Linked DNA regions of Zea mays: region 2 is linked to region 1. Evidence: chromatin contacts called from public Hi-C data. All regions are on one chromosome and are shown on one strand. The core of a region is the stretch at or near the end of the contact, and the rest is flanking DNA. Distances in the headings are between cores, read along the strand shown.

What was found. A called contact is a pair of places that touch in the nucleus more often than the background predicts.
Region 2: a Hi-C map of ear shows a contact between it and region 1, with 1.9 times the contacts expected there. The contact joins the promoter of LOC103643664 here to the promoter of LOC100279282 in region 1. A contact is called at or near these places in 3 of 25 Hi-C or Micro-C datasets (ear, leaf and tassel).

The regions. Positions count from the first base shown.
Region 1 is chr1:254,318,025-254,323,661 of Zm-B73-REFERENCE-NAM-5.0, forward strand. It overlaps LOC100279282, which reads right to left and starts at 1,680. Exons shown (of 3, transcript NM_001152303.1): 1 at 1,233-1,680; 2 at 479-1,056. The coding sequence starts at 945. It also overlaps the pseudogene LOC118476155.
Region 2 is chr1:254,498,908-254,504,422 of Zm-B73-REFERENCE-NAM-5.0, forward strand. It overlaps LOC103643664 (Transcription factor jumonji (jmjC) domain-containing protein), which reads left to right and starts at 1,822. Exons shown (of 15, transcript XM_035964302.1): 1 at 1,822-2,337; 2 at 4,002-4,181; 3 at 4,260-4,387; 4 at 4,674-4,773; 5 at 4,910-5,042; 6 at 5,112-5,175; 7 at 5,257-5,515. The coding sequence starts at 1,930.

The sequences.
Region 1 (5,637 bases), core at 430-2,929:
TTGACACAGAATTATGTATTTTAGTGCTCTTTATTTATGCTTGACTAGATATCGATATGTAAGATGATGCTCATGTATTTCAATGCATCTAAAAATAGCATGTTGCTAACATATTAGGTGGACTGTGTATTTGGTAATCTCAAACCACCATGTTAACATGTTGATTTTTTCTCCAATTGCAACACACGGGCAAAGATCTAGTTGACTACTAAGATGCATTTCATTTTCCATGTGTGCATTATGTGGGACTCCACTGGAAATGATTTTGCATATGATAACAAGGTGGATCTTCATACTTGGTATGAACACGTCAAACTATAAAAAGCAGGCACATCTATTGGCCTGGTGGTGCTCATTAGATGCTCGAATTTGACATTAAGGGAAAAAATAAAGTCTAAAGAAATATAAGCCTTACTAACCATGAGATACATAAGAACATTGAATAGAATTGAAAGTGATCAGACATGAGGATTCTAACCTTCCATTCCTGTGTGGAACAACGGCAGCATGCTGACGCGATACAGACTGATGGTCCAACACAAAGTCACAAGCAGGAACCTGCCTCCCGAATAGATGCCTCCTGTTGTCCAGATTGATCCTGTCAATGACCTCCCCATCTTTCACCACGTCAAGATAGTAGATCCCCGGGCGTGGCTCAATCGCCCAGTCTGGAGGTTGCCACGTCGATTGCCCTCCACCGGCCTGTGTCCCAACATGCCCTGGGGCAACACCATCTTGCCCAGCCACCCTTGTGTTGGTACCTTGCAGACTTTGGTTATTCTGACCCAGCACAAAATTAGAATTCTGTGGCAGTGTCAACGGAGCCGGTGGTGCTTTAGCTGTTCCTGCAGCTGCAGGTGCCTTCTTGGTGCCTGACTCAGACTTGACTGAGAAGGGCTCCAATGTCTGTGCCTTCTTGAAGCGGTCAAGGCCCCCACGGTACATCTCCCCACACCTCTCTAATCCACCAGCTCTTTGGTTCCCGTCTTTACCTCCAAATCCAGCTGATTTGCACTTGTGTACTTAAATTTTGCAGACAAGCAAAGGATATCGGTCCTACGGTTGATCAAATTAATTAAATCAGAAACAGCGATGGAAAGAATTTGCAACCAAACTTATGTGCCGTTTGGTTTGGACAACGGGGTATGATCATATGAGGGGTGGGATATGGAAATGCGGAGGGATGGAAAGCTCATCCGCTGCTAGGGTCATGGGGAGGGAGGGATTCGGACCTCTTATCCCACCGATTCTATCCCGTCAGGCGGGGTGGGTTGTGTCGAGATAAGAGCTCTGCAGGCCGCTGCAGATTACTGCCCTCCTGCACGCTCAGCCTTTCGGTGACCTCTGCCCGGAGACGAGCTCGCCTTCCACACCGCGCCGCCGGAGTTGCCAGCACCTCGCCCCCGCGCGTCAGGCCATCGGAGCCCGCGTTCCTTCCACGCGTGGAAGCACCGGGGCCGCGCTACTCGCACGGTGCCGCACGAACTAGAACTCGGATCTGTCGCCTCCCACTCGGTGAGGGAGGGGCATGACTGGGAGGAGGACGAGGGAGATGACGCAGGGCCACCGAAGGCACGGGTGAAGTCAGAGGAGGGCGCGGCGCAGAGACTCTGGAAGCGCCGCCGGCGCGCGTCGGACGCTCACCTCCGTCTGTGACTCTGGTAACGCGGATTGTTGCTGGGAGCCTGAGCCTTGGCCTAAGGTCGAAAGAGTTCAGCAAATTTTGTTAAGAGCTCGAAGAATGACTTATTTTGAATTATGGGCTTTAACTCATAAAAGCTCTATTTTATAATGTTTATAGGAAAACTATATACACACACCATAAAGTGATCTAAATATACTACACTCTAAATTAGTGCTCTATTCTTATTTTCTATATCATCCTTAGTATTTTCTTTCCTAATAATATAATTCATTACCTAAAATACATTATTTAGAGCTTGATTGTTGGAGCACAATTTGTTTTTAATACCTTAAACACTTTAAATGATGTAATATTTTAATTTTTATAGCGCTATTTTAAGTCATCTTATTGAAAATACTATAACGGACCCTTTACATGTGGTATTTGATGATATGCACCATCAGTTCTAGATATTTACGGGATTCAGTTGGAAGCTTCTCCTATTGTCCACCGACCAGGCCACTGTCTAGGACCCCCCCACACACACACACACCCCTACCTGGATCTGGTGCCTATCGTGCGGGTCTCTCGGCCTTCGTCGACCTCCAGCCCTAGGCTGAGCACGAGGCGGTGAACTGCCGGACTCGACATAGGCGAACTGTTGGTCGAGCGAATGCGTGGGGTTCCCCGATCGATAAAGAAGACACATTATTATCTTTTCAAGGATGGGCAAGTCTTCTTGATCCACAAGAGTTGACTTTCTTTCCTCTAGCTTCTCCATTAACTTAATAATTATATTATAGCCATTCAAACCAAATTCACTTATCATTTTGTTTTTCATACTATGCTCATCATCACTACCAACAAAATTACTTGCATTAAATAAATGTACCTCATACCTTTTTGCCATGAGACAAGTAGGAGTCTCAAAGTCATCGGCGAGGTTGGTGAAGAGCCACGGTGTTGATGTAGATCGTTGAATGGCAATGCTTGCCACTCCCTCTTCATCTAAGCTTGAGCTTTCTTCACCAGAATCCCATTCTTCACCAATGTGTGCTTGGCCATATTTCTTCTTCTTGTAGTGGCCCTTGCTCTTCTCACCTTTGTTGTACTTATCTTTCTTGTACTCCATCTGGCCTTCTTGATCTTTCTTATTTGGACAGTCTACTATGATGTGGACAATCTTGCCACACTGATAACAAGCTCTTTTTTTACCTTTCCTTTGAAACTTGATGCTTCCTTTGACAAACCTGAAAGGGAAATGTGCCCTTGGGTCATTTCTATAATTGTTTTGGTGATTAGATGTCCAACACATTGTTTTAAGTTTATAAGTGCCAAGATGTAAATCATGGAACAAGGTATGTTTCTAGACTTAGTGTTGGGGGCCTTCGGCTTACGAAGGTCCTCAAAAACAGGATTTAACAATATTTCTGGAAGTATAATGTGTGAGCAGGTGCCTTCGGACTCAAGTCGGTATCGCGGCAGGAGAAGACCAGGATAATACGAAGGTCGATACAGCGCCGAAGATTTGAACAGGAAAGCTTCGGCGTGGCAGCAGAAAATGAAACCGACTTAAAGATGAAAAGGCTATTCAGACCTCGATAGACTACTATAGAATTATTATCAAATGTAAAGGGCATGAATGTAATTTTTGTATAGGCTGTGTCCCGTGCCTATAAATAGGTGAACAATACCCCCGTACTGAGGGGGCTGATTTGGCATTCGCTTTTGCGTCACGCTTGTACTTTCATCTCCTTCAAGTTGAAGGTACAATTGTAATCCAACGTTATTTCTGTTTACACATGATAATAATATATAATTGTTTATGTTGCTCATTATATTCCTTACAATTCATCCTTCATCATTATATAATGTATTTATGAAGGTACGCCCTTCATAACCTTCGTCCGAAAACCATTATATCCTAAGGGGAATAATGCTTCGAAGGACGAAGGGCTTTACCGATTAACATTTTCTATGTTGCCTTGTTCTTGACTCATAGCATTTGAGAACAAGTCCTCAACATTGGCGCCCACCTCCGGTGAACTCGCTTCCACACTCTGAGTTTTTTGAACACCTTCGGCGATCATAAACCTTCGTTATGGCGCCGAAGAAAGCTTCAGCAACTGGCACTGCAGCTCTCCAACCGCTGGACCACAATCAGGAGACTGTCTCTCTTCGGGAGGCCCGAAGCCAGAAAAGGAAGGCTGTCAGCCCGACACCACCAGAAGACGAGATAGATCAAGAAATCAGAGACATGGAGATGCTCCATCAACAGGTGCAGAGGAAGAAAGAAAAGATGGCCAGGTTAGCTGAACTGCAAAGGCAGATAGACGAAGCCTCTGAAGAAGTTCGTCATCTTGCTCAGGATGAGCAGCACCGAAGGCCTCAGCACCAAGACCTTCATCAGGAGGGTTTCCTCAATGAAGATGACTGGTATGATAATTTCCATCATGGGAATTTTGTTTTCGATGATGCTTCTCCTCTGTCCGCTGAGCTGCAGGCTACACCTTGGCCCCCGTCCTACAAACCGCCTCAGCTTCCCGTATTCGATGGCCACTCAGACCCGAAGCAGTTTTTGATGAGCTACGAAGCAACAGTGTCTTCGTATGGTGGCAATGCTGCAGTCATGGCCAAATCTTTTGTTATGGCTGTCAGGAGTGTTGCTCAAACCTGGTATTCCTCCCTTCGACCAGGAACGATCACTTCATGGCAGAAGCTGAAGGACTTGCTGTTAACTAGCTTCCAAGGGTTTCAGACGAAGCCGGTCACTGCTCAAGCTTTATTCCAGTGCACCCAGGATCACGAAGAATACCTTCAGGCGTACGTCCGAAGGTTCTTGCGGTTGAGGGCACAGGCACCAACGGTGCCCAATGAAATTGTCATTGAGGCCATGATCAAGGGGCTTCGGCCAGGACCGTCAGCTCAGTACTTCGCTAGGAAGCCCCCTCAAACTTTGGAGAAGCTGCTTCAGAAGATGGACGAGTACATTCGGGCCGATAATGATTTTCGCCAAAGAAGGGAGGAGGCTTTCAGGTTTTCTGAAATGACCAGGGGCTTCGGAGGAAGGTTCTATCCAAGGCATGTTAGATCAATTCACAACTCTACCCAAAATGATGATCGAGGAAGCCAACAGCAAAGGCCACAGTGCTCCTCACAGGCTTCGGGGCAACAGCAAGGCCCCTTCCGACCACCAGCCCCAAGAGGTAGAGGCGCCAGGGGCTTCGGCGGAAGATTCAGAGATCAACCAAGAAGAATCTTTTGCTTGTTTTGCGGTGAGAACAAAGGCCATACCACCAGGATGTGCCATGTTACCATCCAGAAGCAAAAGGAAATAGCTGAAGCCGCAGTACAGCAAGCTCAGCCGAAGCAGGTCATGCATACTGCTTCGTATCATTCACCTTACATCCCAGAATATGTGGGCAACCACCCTGCAGTTTCTGTTGCTTCGGCGAGTCAACCTCAAGCTTCCTGGCAACAGCCTCCGCCTCCACCTCCGCTACAACAAGGCCAGCAGCCAGAAGGGAGCCAGTATGCTCCACATCAAAGGGACTTCAGAGAGCAGTCCGAAGCTCGTACAGTAAACAGCACTGTGCCAGAGTCAAAGCACATCTATTGACAAATATCCTACCTTAATAGCAGTCTTTCTTATTCAGTCTTCTTTTCTGTGTAATAAAGGACATTGTTTAGATTTCATGTAAATAATTTCGTTGTCTGCCACAAGGAAAATATATTTTCTTCACAGGCCTAAGTTGTTGAAGTTTAAAGATTCATGATAACAGAGAGGACCTTCGGATTATCGAAAATTCTTCGAAGCAACAAAAAGTCGTTCTAAGGAACGCAGAGTAAGTTTGCCGAAGTCATAAAAAGCCGCTCCAGAGGGAGCGCAGTGTAAGTTTTCTGCTCCAAAGTCGTTCCAAAGGGAATGCAGAGCATACAGCGAAAAGTCAACACTGATACCGCCTAAGTAAAGGGCGAAGCGCGAAAAGTCAACGCGAATACCGCTGAAAGTA
Region 2 (5,515 bases), core at 572-3,071, 180 kb after region 1:
TTCAACCACTTACAAGAGCTAGACATTCAATTCTAGACACACCAAAGAGATCAAATCCTCTCCAATTCCACTCAAGGCTTTAGTGATTAGCGAGAGAGATTTGTCGTGTTCTTTTGAGCTCTTGCGCTTGGATTGCTTCTTTTCTTTCTCACTTATTCTTGTGATCAAAACTCCATTGTAATCAAGGCAAGAGGCACCAATTGTGTGGTGGCCCTTGCGGGAAAGTTTTGTTCCCGGTTTTGATTTGAGAAGAGAAGCTCGCTCGGTCCGAGGGACCGTTTGAGAGAGGGTAAGGGTTGAAAGAAACCCGGCCTTTGTGGCCTCCTCAACGGGGAGTAGTTTTGCGAGAATCGAACCTCGGTAAAACAAATCCGCGTGTCACACTCTTCATTTGCTTGCGATTTGTTTTGCGCCCTCTCTCTCGGACTCGTTATTATTTCTAACGCTAACCCGGCTTGTAGTTGTGATTAATTTTGTAAATTTCAGTTTCGCCCTATTCACCCCCCTCTAGGCAACTATCACATTGTATATAGCGTTTTTGTGCTCCTGCTGCATGATAGCGTACAGGTGATAAAGTATCCGAGTGCAAACAACCTAAGGAGAGGGAGGCGTGAAGAAGCAACCATTGAAGACAATAGGCTGAGGGCATGTTTAAAAGTAAAATAATTTTTTTTAGTTTATAAAGAACACCATGTTTTTCAGTAAACCATAGTATTTTTATGCTATAAGGGGTGTTTGAGAACAAAGTTTTTCTATAGTATTGAAGCAATACTTAAGTATTGAGCAATAATATAGTATTATATACTTTGAGGTATTTGAGAATTCATCTAAAATATCTATATATACTAAACTGTAATATTGTTAATACTGCATTTGCTTTAGAGTTTTGGAAACTTTGGTCTCAACTCTCAACCAATGTTTTTCTCCGTAAAGAGAGCGTCGACACTTGGTCCCGCTCTGCTCGATTGGTATCAACCAATGTTTTTCCCAAACACCTTGAAGTATTGGATGCTGTAGTATTCGAAAACAGAAGTATTGTAAACTGCAGTAGTATCATGACTAAAGTATATTACAACATATGAAAAAAGTGTTCCCAAACAGGGCCTAAAGTGTTTGGTTGTATTATTGAAAACTTTGTTTTTTAAAACCACAATATTATAGATACCATAGTATTTTTGAAGTACTAGAAACTTATGGCTAGCTTTTACTTAATACTATGCTTTATAATGTTGTATCTAAAAAATGTTTCCTTAAAATTACAGTATTTTTAGAGCTGATCAAAACTAGGATATTATTATGAAAATTACAAAATATAGTATTGTATTGTAAAATCATGATTTCGAGAAATATTGGGCGTGTTTGCGACGCGTATCTGGCCGGCTCAGCCCGCTCATGTGGTCCAGGCTGAAGTTAGCCGATCTCAACTGCTACAACATATCTTGTTTGTGCACTTGTACCAAATAAGCCTGACTCAAGTGAGCCGATGTTTGCTACACGTAGGCAGCCATGTTAAGAGCCACTTTTGTTTCTTGGGAGCAGCCACGAGCAGCTGGTTCGGGCCACGAGCAGCTAGTTTGCGACACGAGCAACCGAGCTCAAAAAAACGGAGCCTGCCTTCGTTTCCTAGGAGCCAGACTAAAGAGTCACTTTTACACGTGCAGAACCAAGCTTCAAAGCAAGTTAGGCCACACAAACACATGCGTTGCATCCGCGAGCACAGCCAGACCATCGGACCAAGGTCGCAAACGTGCCTATTGTATCCAAACATGAATGATGAAGGCGCACATCTATAGGCTGGAAACGCAAACCACGGCGCGGCGCACGCAGGATTCGTCTCCGCGCTCTTTTTTCCCTTTTCCCGGTTCCCTCCACTGGCCGTCTCCCCCAACCTCAAAATTCGAAAGCTGGGGCGCCCTGCGGCCGCACAGGATGCTCCTGTCACCGCACGGACGGCTAGGATCTCACCGAGACGCCTCGGTCGCCGTGCCCGCGCCCAAACCGGTTAGGAAGGAAATAAAATGGAAGACGTCCTCGTCTCCATCGCCGGTTGTGTCTCCTCCTATCCATTTCTCCAGTCGTTTCTCTCCCCTCGCGCTGCCCATGGCCATCCCGGAGGACCTAGAGGGGACCTCGGGCGATGGCGGGGTGACGAATCGCGGGAGTAGAGGGCGGCGAAAAGGCGCGGCGAAGGGGCGCGGGAGGGGCAGGCCGCGGAGCGCCGACAGATCCTTTCCGCCGCCGGCGATGGCTGGGGTGGCGGTCGGGGACAGGGTGCTCAGGGAGAGGAGGCACACGACCAACGTTTTCTGCGAGCGCGACACGGATGTTGACGATGAGGTGCTGGGATAGCTCTGTACCTTTTTTTTTCTTCTCAGTCTCCTCATTTTTTTTTGTTTCCATAGGGGATTTGCAACGTGTTTTGCTCTCTCTCTCTCTCTCTCCCTCTCGCTGTCTTTGTGTTTCCAGTTTCCCCGTTTTTTTTCAGGAGTACGAAAAATGCGTAAAATTAGTCTTCCTATCGTTCTCGCATGATATCCTTTCACATGAATTGCTACTGTACATATGCACATATAGAACTCTGGCCTTTAAAATCGGTTCTAACGGTGTTTGATACCAGGGCAGAACGAAACAGCCAGATATAGAAATGTTTTATTTAAAACAATCGTGCACTGAGGTCTGAGGATGGTATATGTGCATCAGTACTTACTTTATATGCACAGTCAGTGGTGGCCCTGAGGGGGTCCAATTCTAGTCATGTGATCCAATAGTCTATCAACAAAATAATGAATATCTAAATGTGTTACAACAAAATTTCAAGATGATACTATAATATATATCCTTTTATTTACTTATTATTTGATATAAATATTTTTAGATGTATTTTGAGTGTTTAATTAGTAACATTTATATATTAAAAATAATTTGAAGGGCCTATGTTTAAAACCTCTTCTCGGGCCCCTAAAATATTAGGACCGCCACGGTGCACAGTATATGGTCCTTATCATTTCATAGTATTTACTGTTTCTTAGACGAATGATTAGCGCATTAAATACTGTTTTTTTTTCTTTAAATAAACTAAAAGACAATCCATACTTAAAGTGTGTTTGTTTCTCTCCTAGATTATGTAAGTTAGCTTATGGTGGAAGTATATCAGCATGAAATATTATTTTGGGATGACAAATAAGCAATACTAACTTATTTTAGCTTATTTGTGGTCTTAAAGTTATATTTTACCTTCCTATCCTTTTACCACAATCTAACTTATATAATTTTGGAGGAAAACAAACGTTGCCTTATATAAGATAAGAAACCAAGTATTGTTCAGTCACTCGAGGGATACCTTTTGACAATTCTTTGCTCTACTACGATTTATAGTAAAGGAAAGGCTTCTAACTTTGGCAGATTTATCTTGCCCCCCCATACCCCCCACTCACCCACCCCAAAAAACAGTATCAGGAATTTCTCTTATTCCTTTTTTACAGCGTATTTATGTTGCTTATACAGTGTCTTGTGTCTCATTCTCTGAAATACATTTAGTTGCCATTGTATTGGATATTGATTTAATTCTTGTCGGCTGTGTTCTTTTAATGTAGTGGGCTAATTTCTATGCGGAAAGGTTTTGTTCTCAAATTTGGCCCTGTATAAATCAAAACCTCAATGCCCTTAGTAAATTTGTTTTTGACCTTGTTTACTTGCAACTACCACTTGTGCAGCGATTATCCATTCGTGTAATTTACTCCTCTCTTGTATGTTCCTTTTTGTTTCTGCCATTTGTTATATATAGAAAATAAAGAAAATTTTGTGCTACCTTGCTGTAACAACTTAGTTTTGTGTTTATATTCCAATTTTATTTGAATGTCCCATCGTTTTGCTTCTTGGGCCATAGGATGCTAAAAATAATTTCCTTGCAATTCAGTTGCCACCTTTGCTGTAGCACCCCACTTTTAATGCTTCTGGTGTATTCAAAAAATATTGTGGGCTTTAAGTCCATTTATTTTCAGGATGATGTTGAGACAGTTAGGTCCAAGGACTCAAGGAGTGGCGATGTTTTACAGACTGCAAAAAAGAGGAAGAAGGGAGGTGCAGGGAAGGTTTCTGTCACAAAAAGGTCGAAAAGAGAGGGTGAAGAACAAAAGAAGGCATCACCCTCCAAGGATAAAGATTGTGCTGAAACTAATGGGGTAAGCAACTCATGATCTGCTTGTGGAATAGTTTTCTGTAACTATTTGATGAATGTAAGTGTTGTTTCAATTGTCTAGAAAAGGAAGATGTTGACTGGGGATAATGCCCTGATGTGCCACCAGTGCCAGAGGAATGATAAAGGGAGGGTGGTCTGGTGTAATTCATGCAGAAATAAGCGCTTCTGTGTGCCATGCATTGAAAGATGGTGTGTCAATCGCTCACTATCTTGGTGTCTACAGATTCTACACTACTAACATGATTAGTCGTCATAAGTTTCTTTGTAATATGACATTTACATGCATATATAAATTATATACACATGGTTTAGCTTACCAATTTATAATATACACATCTGTTATTTTTTGTGCTTTATGCAACTGCTTTTGCCTACTGTGCTTAAAAATGTATTTCTTTCTAGTATTCATTTCATGTGGCTATGTTATTTGATCTAGTGTATTGTGAAATGCTAATTTGTCTTAGCTACTAAACAGGTATCCTAACTTGTCAGAAGACGAATTTGCTGCAAAATGCCCATATTGTCGCAAGAACTGTAATTGCAAAGGATGCCTTAGAATGAGAGGGGTTGAAGAGGTGCATGCCTAGCATCCCATCTCCTTATTTTTTTTGCCTCTTCTACATTTCTTCTCAGTTCTGCTTATTAAATATTTTTTCTTCAAAATTTTCCTTTCCAGTCTTGCTTAATGACTTACCATTTCACATGAAGCAGCCTCCAAAGAAGGAAATTTCTGAAGAAAATCAAATCTCTTATGCTTGCAATGTTGTGCGCTTGTTGCTTCCCTGGTTGAGAAAACTGCGACAGGAGCAGATGGAGGAGAAGAAATTGGAGGCTAAAATAAAAGGTATTCTGTTCTGACTTCTATTGTTACATGCCACAAGTTCCTGTTCATGCTGAATTGTTTTTATTGCAGGTGTTTTGGTGAATGAGATGAAGTTGGAACAAGCTGAATATAATCTAGATGAGCGTGTCTACTGGTTCGGTTTTTCCTTCTTTCTGTTCTGCCGCAATCTTACAGCAGCAAGCATCTGATTTCTGTTCTTGTTCTTCCAATGCAGCAATAATTGCAAAACTTCTATAGTTGATTTTCACAGAAGCTGCAAGTACTGCTTTTATGATCTGTGCCTTGACTGCTGTGTGGAGATCCGCAGAGGTGAGATTCCTGGAGGAGAAGAGATAATGAGAGTAAAGCCTGAAGATAGAGGCCGAGCATATCTTTTTGGTACTACTAACTCAAAGGATGGGAGTAAAAGGTTCTCCATGAGGAGGCACAGCTCATCCCTGGAGAATGAGCCTTCCAATGTAGTAGGTTCTAGT